2 separate regions of the Mus musculus genome follow, and region 1 is linked to region 2. A link is a contact called in public HiChIP or PLAC-seq data. All regions are on one chromosome and are shown on one strand. Each heading gives the region's core, a stretch centred on a gene start, on an enhancer-like site or on the middle of the called end of the contact. The rest is flanking DNA. Distances are from core to core; before and after follow the strand shown. Region 1 overlaps 4732471J01Rik (RIKEN cDNA 4732471J01 gene). Region 2 has its middle 19 kb from the start of Mir7048.

Region 1 (4,541 bases), core at 499-2,998, 230 kb after region 2:
GAACTAAAGGTCCACCCGGATTGTGTAGCACACTGGAGAGGCACCTAGGCTGAAAATAACCACCACCACCCTCCTGCGGCAACAGTGAAAACCTAACCTAACAAAAACCAACCGACTGAATAAACCCCAGGCCTCATCAGCTCCTCAAGTTCATCTGGGCCACTTCCAAGAACAGTTAGCTCCATAGCAAGCTCAGGCCAGGCTGAACTACAAAAACGAGACTTGCCTCAAAAACAAAGCAAACGGGCTGGAGAGATGGCTCAGAGGTTAAGAGCACCGACTGCTCTTAACCTGAGTTCAAATCCCAGCAACCACATGGTGGCTCACAACCATCTGTAATGAGATGACACCCTCTTCTGGGGTGTCTGAAGACAGTGTACTTATAATAAATAAATAAATCTTAAAAAAAAACCAAACCAAACAAAAGAACTAAATCAAAATGTTATGGTCATGAAGACAAAAACTTGGAACAACTCTACCAATTTAGAGAAGACTAAGGGAATTGAAGATAAGCTCAGAGGTAGAACACTTTGCTAGAGTGTGCTAGACCTTGGGTTCAATCACCAGGACTTCAAATCAAAAATCAAAGTAAAACAGAAATACCCACTACTAAAAATAACCTTTAAAGGCACGAAACAGGTAAATATGATATAGAACCTTAGGTTGGAGCTTGGTTCAGTAAAAGGTGGTGGCCCATGTCTTTGATCCCAGGACTCAGGAGGCAGAGGCAGGCAGATCTCTGTGAGTTCCAGGTCAGCCTGATGTAATAGGGAGTTCCTATCAAAGGCTACACAGAGACACACTGTCTCAAAAAAAAAAAAAAAGCTTCCAGATCATTTTAATTTCTTATCAAAGTTAAGAACTACTTATTTAAATTTAAGCTTGCTTAGTAATCCTTTTAAAAGCTAACTTAATTTTCTTAAGCTGCTGTTTATCCACATTTCCAGCTATTCCTGTAATCTATAGATCGAGTTCAGACTCCTTAGGGTGTCATTCATAGTCCTTCAGCATGGCTCCTTGGTCTGCAGTCAACCATGACTGACGCACATTTTATGTCCTGAAAGATTCCTGCCTTGCTGTTCAGCCTCCCAAATTTTTCATCCCAAGCCTTGTTTCAGATCCTGTCTTACTGTTGAAGTTTAGTATAATTATTTCCACTAGAGTTATCGTTGAATTCTGTGGATGCAATGGTGTGAAGTGGAAACAGGAGCTTCAGATTCCAAAATATTTGAATCTAGACTGGTTGTGGGGGTATACTCTGTGGGGGTATACTCTGGGAGGCAGAAACAGATGGAACTCTATTAGTTCAGGCCAGCCTAGTCTATATAGTGAGTTTTAGACTAGCCAGGGCTACATAATGAAGTTCTGTTTAAAGCATAGAAAGAAATTCATGAATATATGTGTGTATCTAAAGGCTGGTTCCATCTACAAGTTCTGAGGTAAGAGCTAACTGTGTGAGGATGAGTCATGGTGACCTATAGATGAGATACAAATGGAAAGGTCGCAGTACTAGACTCCTGTCTCTTCATTATTGTGGTTCAGTGGTCCCTAAAGGCATTTTGTAGGTTGTTACTCATGGTTTTATGGTTAAACTTGTTATCAATTTCCTGCATGGCCTTTAATATTTCTTTTTTGCTTGCTCATCACCAAAACAACAGACATTTTAGAATGGAATGGAATGCTTGGGACTTTAAGGAATCCATCCAACTGAGTTTTTTTTCTCTTTTCTTGAGTATGACTTAGTAAACAAATGACCTACTAAAAGGAGAATGTAACCCAACCTAGGGAGAAGGGAGGATGTAAGTTCCTAAGGGCCAGAGGGCCCACCTCTGCTTAGACAAACATGACAGCATAATTTCTAGGAAGCATAACTCCTTAATTGTCCTTAAATCCTGCGCCCTGCGTAGCAACTGTCCCAAGGTGAGTGAGTGTACATAAGTGAGTCAGCTCTCTCATGAATCCTTTCTGACTCCTCCACTCATCAGGTCTGTGAAAGTGAGGCCAAAGGGACAGGTGAGAAGGAAGTCAGATGCCAAGAGGCATAGAAAGGGACAGGTGGGGTTGCCAAGCATGGTTCAAGGCCGTTAAGCACTGGCTCTGGAGTCTCCACCTCTTTGTGATTGTTCCAGGAACTCTCCTGGTTTTTCTACTTCCTTATTGCATTTCTTCTTGGTGCATCCCTTTTATGGTCTGAGAAAGGCTGTGCAAATAGTTCACAAGACTGTCAACTTGTGACTTCTTATGTGGTCAGGGAATCTGGTCCTGCATTTTCCTAAAAAAAAAAAGTAACGATTCATAAACAGTAGGCTAAGGAAGTGCCTTGAAATTGTGCTAGGTGTTAGGAAGCAGGCGCCTATGTGAATATTGAGACAGAAAACAGCTTATGTTGGCTGTGTCCAATCTTAAAGTGTGTGTGTGTGTGTGTGTGTGTGTGTGGAGGGTGGGGGAGGTCAAAATCATTCTGGAAGGTGGATTTTGTTTGGGAGATCTCAGAAAAATTTAAGACAGCTTTTGCCCAGATTGAGTGCAGATGAAGTTAAATTATGGAGTTGGTCCATATCGGGCACATTACTTAACGCCCTTGTCCTTGACTTTTTTAGGTTGTAGAAATGGGCACGATTATAGACTCTTTTGAGAGGATAGCACTTCATGTAAAGCCTTAGATAATGGGTGCTGAGTGTGAGTGGTTGTGATCACGGGAGCAGGTAAAGGTGCTAGCCTGGGTATCTATTTTGGGATGGTTGCTTGCTTGCAGCAGGGTCCTGGCAGGGAAGCTGGAAGTGAAATGACCCAGGGAGGCAGGCATTCCGGGTCTCACTAGGTAGTTCTTGGAAAATAGCTTTGCGCAAAAGGAGTTTACAAGGGATGAGAAAGCAGTTATAATCTCCTGGAGGTCCAGGCATGGATCCTAAAATTACCTACGTTTTTGTCAAGCCTTGATACAGATTTCAGGGAATGCCCTGGGAAGAGCATTCATCTGCCTAAGATAGTTCCTTATGAAAAGGCCAGAGTCATTATTTTCATCTTTGTACTGTTCTCATTTATAAGGTGTGAAGAGAAGGACCGAAGAAGGCTCCAATAAGGAAATGAGCAGGTTTGAGACTGGTACTTGTGCCCTGAGGGAGCATGTATTTTATTTGAACATAAAAAGGGCTTCATAAAAGGGTGTCCCCATATAAACCCAGTGGGCACCCTGAGATGGTTGTAGACTCCCCTGTGAAATGCTGAGGCAGAGTCACAACAGAAGGCAGTACGCTGGTCTTGGCTGTGTGGTAGCTTACATGGAGGCTTGTCATTTAAGACAAGGGAAAAGACCTGGGAGAGAGAACTGGATGGTGAGAGGACAGGACTGCAAAGATACTTATGGGGGCCATCCCAGGTCAGGCACTTGCATGACTCTAGTCTCTTACTGTCATTTTCTTATTCTGTGTTATACATGAGAGATGAGGTGAAGGAGATCAAGGGTTCTGCCCAGGGTCATCCAGCTGGAGCTACAGTGTCCTACCTCAAAGCCTGTCCTGCTTCCCTACCGAACAGACAAATGAAAGGCAAAAAAGGAAAGCAGGTTGAATTCATGTCCCTGGTGATGTTTAGAAAGGGTACTTGTGCTAAGTCAGATAGTGACTGCCCAGTGTCCACATCCCATTGGAACCTGGGAACCCTTTATCTGCCTGAAGGACATTGCAGGTTCAATGACGTCAGCATCTTGGGATAGAGATCTCTGGATATCTGAGTGGTCCAGGTAAGTTAAGAGGATCCTGGAGCAGAAACTTCCAGGAGCTATATCAGGCAGAGTTACATTCAGCTCTCAACCTCCAAAAGTATTTTTTATTCTGCTGATGCCTTTGTTTTGACATAGAGACGTTTTGAATTGTGACCTCCAGAACTGTAAGAATTGGGGAGCAGGTGCCTGCAGTCTTGGGCTCCAGGAGCTCACGGAGTAGCCTTTAGCAAAGGATGGAAGGGAAGACGTTGGAAAGGTTGGGCCGCTGGACTGCAAGTAGGTCTAGGTCATAGGTGGAAAGGAGTGTGAGGGATAGCTGTCCCATCCTCATTTCACATTCAGTTTCCAGGATGTCATTGGGATGTGTTCAGTGCACCTCACGAACATCTGCCAGGCCTCTGAGAGTCATCTTTGGGGCATAGGAATGGGTCCAAAGGGCCAGAGGAAGGCATTGGCAGATAGGTGACTTGAGTAAAGGCGGGAGGGGAGGTCTTTGTCCTTAGCATAAATGACAGAACTTGTTAGTGTAAATAGTCCACCACATGATTGTCATGGAAGAAAGTGGTCAGTGGTTTTTTGTTTGTTTTGTTTTGTTTTGTTTTGTTTTTTTTGGTCAGATGAACTGACATGCTATGGCAACCTGGAATCAATGTCCAGTGACTTTTGGACGTAGTAGCATGGGATAAAATGCTGAAATCCTTGTTTGGGGCTCAGCCTGACTCTTGCCTTGCTAAGTTGGCCAGGCCCCAGTCTGCAGACAAGTGCCTCACACGTTGCTGAGGGATGGGTCTGCAGCTCAGGGTTTAGTTCCTTGTTT
Region 2 (4,327 bases), core at 439-2,938:
AGGCACCCCTCCAAGCTCTCTCTGCTCAATCCCTTGGCTCTGATGGTAGCTGTATGGTGCCTTCCACAGCCTCAGCTCCTCAAGGCAGGCTCGCGAGTTCCAGTAGTACCATTTCATGCGACATCCTGCCAGTTAGATTTAAGGGCAGTATGGTCAGTTTCCTGTGGTATTACCCTCCCTCCAGGTTCCCTCAACAATGTCCTCACCAACAGTTCCTTCATTAAATTACCTTCAAAGTTCCAGCTGTGGTCCCTTCCGTTTCCTGCTGAGGTTCTATCAGAGGGTTAGTGAGAGAGATCAGAAGGTTTGCCAGAAGACTGTAGCTGCATGGGGAAAGGAGAAGCCGGAGGGGTCTGCTCCACTGGTACACAACAGAAGGATCCTGAGAGGACCTGATAACACAGGTGTGACAGCCAGGAAGGCCTGACAGGTGGAGATGGCAGATGCTGGGATGATTGGGATACTGGAGTCTGAAGGCATGGAAGACTGTATAGGGTTGTGATCAAACCCAGGAATTTGGGGCCAATGAGAAGGCTTAGCGGGTGCTTGCTGTCAAGTGCAATTGTCTAAGTTCAATTCCCAGGACACACAGCAGGAGAGAGTGTCTGGGGACTTCTACATGTACACGGTGGCATGCATATGCACACCCACACAACACAACACACACAACACACAAATGTGACTTTTAAATTTTCAGGAAAGATGGTTCAGCAGTTAAGAGTATTTATTGCTCTTGCAAAGGACCCAGGTTTGGTGTCAGCACCTTCATGACAGCTCGAAACTACAGCTCCGTAACTATAGTTCTAGGGGAACAAACACCAAATGCCCCTTCCAAACTCTGTGGACTTCTGCACACATGTGGTGCACTTACATACATACATGCATAACATAAAAATTAAATGTTAAATATTAAGAAAATAGCCAGGCAGCAGTAGTGCATGCCTTTAATCCCAGCACTTGGGAGGCAGAGGCAGGCAGATTTCTGAGTTTGAGGCCAGCCTGGTCTACAAAGTGAGTTCCAGGATAGCCAGAGCTATTCAGAGAAACCCTGTCTCGAAAAACCAAAAATAAATAAATAAATAAATAAATAAAAATAAAACAAAAAGAAAAGAAAAGAGAGAAGAAAAAAAGAAAAAGGAAAACCAAATATTTTTTAAATTTTTAATTTTTTTTTGAAAGTTGTTTTACTGCACGTACATGGGTGTTTTGTCTGCATGTGCACCACACGTATGCCTGATTTCTGCAGAGGTTGGCCACCCCTGAAATCAGTGACAGTTGTCAACTGCCTGTGTGTGACAGGGCTCACATTGTGTCCTCTGAGAAAGTAGCTAGTACCCTCAATGCCGAGACCAAAGTCCAGCCCCGAACCCTGTGTGACCTTGGGTCCTTGGACACTAAGCAAGCATGCTATCGTCAAGCTACGTTCACACCCCTAAGAATTTAAATTTGGGACTTGCACAATCCTGCTTGTCACTTCACTGTGTCACTCAGACAAGTGGCCTCACCTAGCTGTGTGTGTCTCACAGAGCTTAAATGATGAGGGAATTACTACCAGCCTCGCAGGAATGTATGAGGGATAAATGCACACTGAGCCTTTGGCATGGTGCCTGGCACGTGGTATAAGGACTCAGGAAATGTCCCTTTGTTTGTTTACACTTCCAGGGAATGACTCAGTCCAAGGTGTGGTCCAGGGAGTGGATGGCGGGGTGAGACAGAGGCTGGTCAAAGGATGAGGCAGAAAGAAAATGTGACACAATGTAACAATAAAAAATAGGTCATCGCAGGGCAGTCAGATGTTTAGCAGGATGCACAGGCTGGGGTGGAGTGTGGGCCCCTGCCTTGTGCACTTCACTCCCTCACAGTCTTTACTCAAGAACAAACAGAAATTGGGTTGGTGAGATGGATCTTGGCTTAACCCCGAGTTCAATGCCAGGGACCCACATACTCCACAAAGTTGTCCTCTGGTCTCCTCAAGTGCATTGCATACACACGACCAAATACAAAACACACACAAACATGCTCACGCTCGCTCTCCTCCCTCCCTCCCTCCCCCTGAAATATTTGTTTTAAAAATTAAAGAGTAAGCAGAAATGAAACCAAGCAATAGTGGCATACACATGTAAATTGAGCAGTCAAGAAATGGAAGAAGGGGGCTGGAGAGATGGCTCAGTGGTTAAGAGCACTGACTGCTCTTCCAGAAGTCCTGAGTTCAAATCCCAGCAACCACACGGTGGCCCACGCCATCTGTATTGGGATCTGATGCTCTTTTCTGGTGTGTCTGAAAACAGTGTCAGTGTACTCATATACAGAAAAATAAATAAAAATAATTCTTAAAAAAAAGGAAGAAAGAAAGAAAGAGAGAGAGAGAGAGAAAGGAAGGAAGGAAGAAAGAGGAAGAAAGAAAGAAAGAAAGAAAGAAAGAAAGAAAGAAAGAAAGGAAGGAAGAGAGAGAGAGAGAGAGAGAGAGAAAGAAAGAAAGAAAGAAAGAAAGAAAGAAAGAAAGAAAGAAAGAAAGAAAGAAAGAAAGAACAAACGAACTGGAAAAAGAATCGGAACTTCAGGGCTAGTCTGGAATACATTTAAGACAGACTCAGACTGCTGCTCCCTTCCTACTACCTCCAAAAAGGGGGAAGGCTGGAAAGATGGCTCAGCAGCTGAGAAGCTCTTGTCTGTTGTTGCTGCTCTTGTGAAGGACCAGGTTCCCAGCAGCCACTTGGGTAGGTCATAACCTCCTGTGACTCTAGATCTAGGGTATTCAATGTCCTCTTTTAACCGCCAAGCATATGCACACACAGACACACACACACACCTATCATAAATAAAACAAAATACTTTCTTAGAAAAGCAGAAGCAATCAATCACTGGAGAGAAAGAAAATAAGTCACAATGATGCACTACTACACACCCAACAGATGAGCGGATGTATTTGTCTGACAACAGCAGACTGGTGAGGAGGAAGCAGGGGCTGCTCGGGCACCACTGGTGACAAGGTATCTATCTGTATATCCACTTTAGGGAAAATGGTCTCAAGGGGAAACAATAGAGATGCTCACTGGAGGGGCTGGAGGGATGGCTCATTGGTTAAGAGCACTGGTTGCTCTTCCAGAGATCCTGGGCTCCATTTCCAGCACCCACATGGTGGTTGATAATCCGTCAGTCACTGTGTCTGTGGTAACCTGATCAGGATTATGGGATGCAGTGTTCAGATGGGATCTACCAAAGCAGACCCTATTCATAACCATGACCAGCAATTCTACCTCAAGGGAGAGAGATCCCAGTGGAAAGAAGAGTTTGTTCACACACAAAACAAGTAAACAGGGGGCTGGCGAGATGGCTCAGTGGGTAAGAGCACCCGACTGCTCTTCCGAAGGTCCGAAGTTCAAATCCCAGCAACCACATGGTGGCTCACAACCATCCGTAACGAGATCTTACTCCCTCTTCTGGAGTATCTGAAGACAGCTACAGTGTACTTACATATAATAAAAATAAATAAATCTTTAAAAAAAACAAGTAAACAAATATGCTCGAGAATGTTCATAGCGGCTTCAAATGGGAACAACTCAAAATATCCACCCAGCACGTGAATTCATAGCGTATCCACACACTGGGATGATACGTAGCAATAAAAACACATCAATTTCAGATAAACACACGGAAGAGCCTCACAGCATAGCAGTGAGCAAAATAAGACATGACACAAGATATATGAAAAATAAAAATGTATTGTACCAGCTAGCTGTGTTGTCCCACACCCTTAACCCCAGCACTCGGAAAAGCTCACAAAGGCAGGTGGATCTCTGAGTTTGTGGCCAGCCTGGTGTACGTAGGGAGTCCCAGGTTAGCCAGGGCTACATAGTAAGAAAGAACGGAAAAGCAGCTGGTAGAGGCCTCCAGGAGAGATGGCTCAGCTTGCTTCCTCCACAAACCCCGGCATGGGGTTACACATGAGATTTACATTACATGTGGTATCTTCCATACTTTTTCTGAATGTTGTATTTCATGACTCAAATGTTACTCAGTGATGTGGTAATTTTTTCTGTCATTGTTGCTTTTGAGGCAGGGTCTCAAGGAGACCAGGCTGGCCTCAAACTTGTTGTGTTTGAGGATGACCTTGAACTCCTGACCCTCCTGCTTTCTCCCCCAAGCTCTGGGGTTAAGAAACATGTTCCCTGTTGGGCCTGGTCGTGCTAGTGAGCAGGCCGCATCTCTCCATTCACTGTCCTTTGGGCTTCTCCAGAGAAGCCCAACTGCTCAGTCACAGCTGTCTGGTCACTCTGGTCTGTGAGTCCCGGAGTGCCAGTCTTGGGTATCAATAAAACAGGGGCTC

Evidence for each region. HiChIP or PLAC-seq counts read pairs in DNA pulled down with a chosen protein or histone mark.
Region 1: a contact with region 2 is called in an HNF4G HiChIP or PLAC-seq map of pancreatic cancer cells. The contact joins two enhancer-like sites. A contact is called at or near these places in 3 of 115 datasets of contacts at active chromatin or transcription factors (embryonic stem cells, microglia and pancreatic cancer cells).

Annotation. Positions count from the first base shown.
Region 1 is chr7:25,428,528-25,433,068 of GRCm38.p6, forward strand. All of the region lies in intron 4 of 4732471J01Rik (RIKEN cDNA 4732471J01 gene), which reads left to right. Among named protein-coding and RNA genes, the nearest start is that of Cxcl17, 18 kb to the left of the region's middle. Within about 2 kb of position 1,749, at least 53 of the 459 cell types and tissues checked have an H3K27ac peak or open chromatin away from gene starts, as enhancers often do. A contact at or near this core is called in pancreatic cancer cells, where this site is marked.
Region 2 is chr7:25,196,208-25,200,534 of GRCm38.p6, forward strand. It overlaps a transcript of Dedd2 not described here. Among named protein-coding and RNA genes, the nearest start is that of Mir7048, 19 kb to the right of the region's middle. Within about 2 kb of position 1,689, at least 53 of the 459 cell types and tissues checked have an H3K27ac peak or open chromatin away from gene starts, as enhancers often do. A contact at or near this core is called in pancreatic cancer cells, where this site is marked.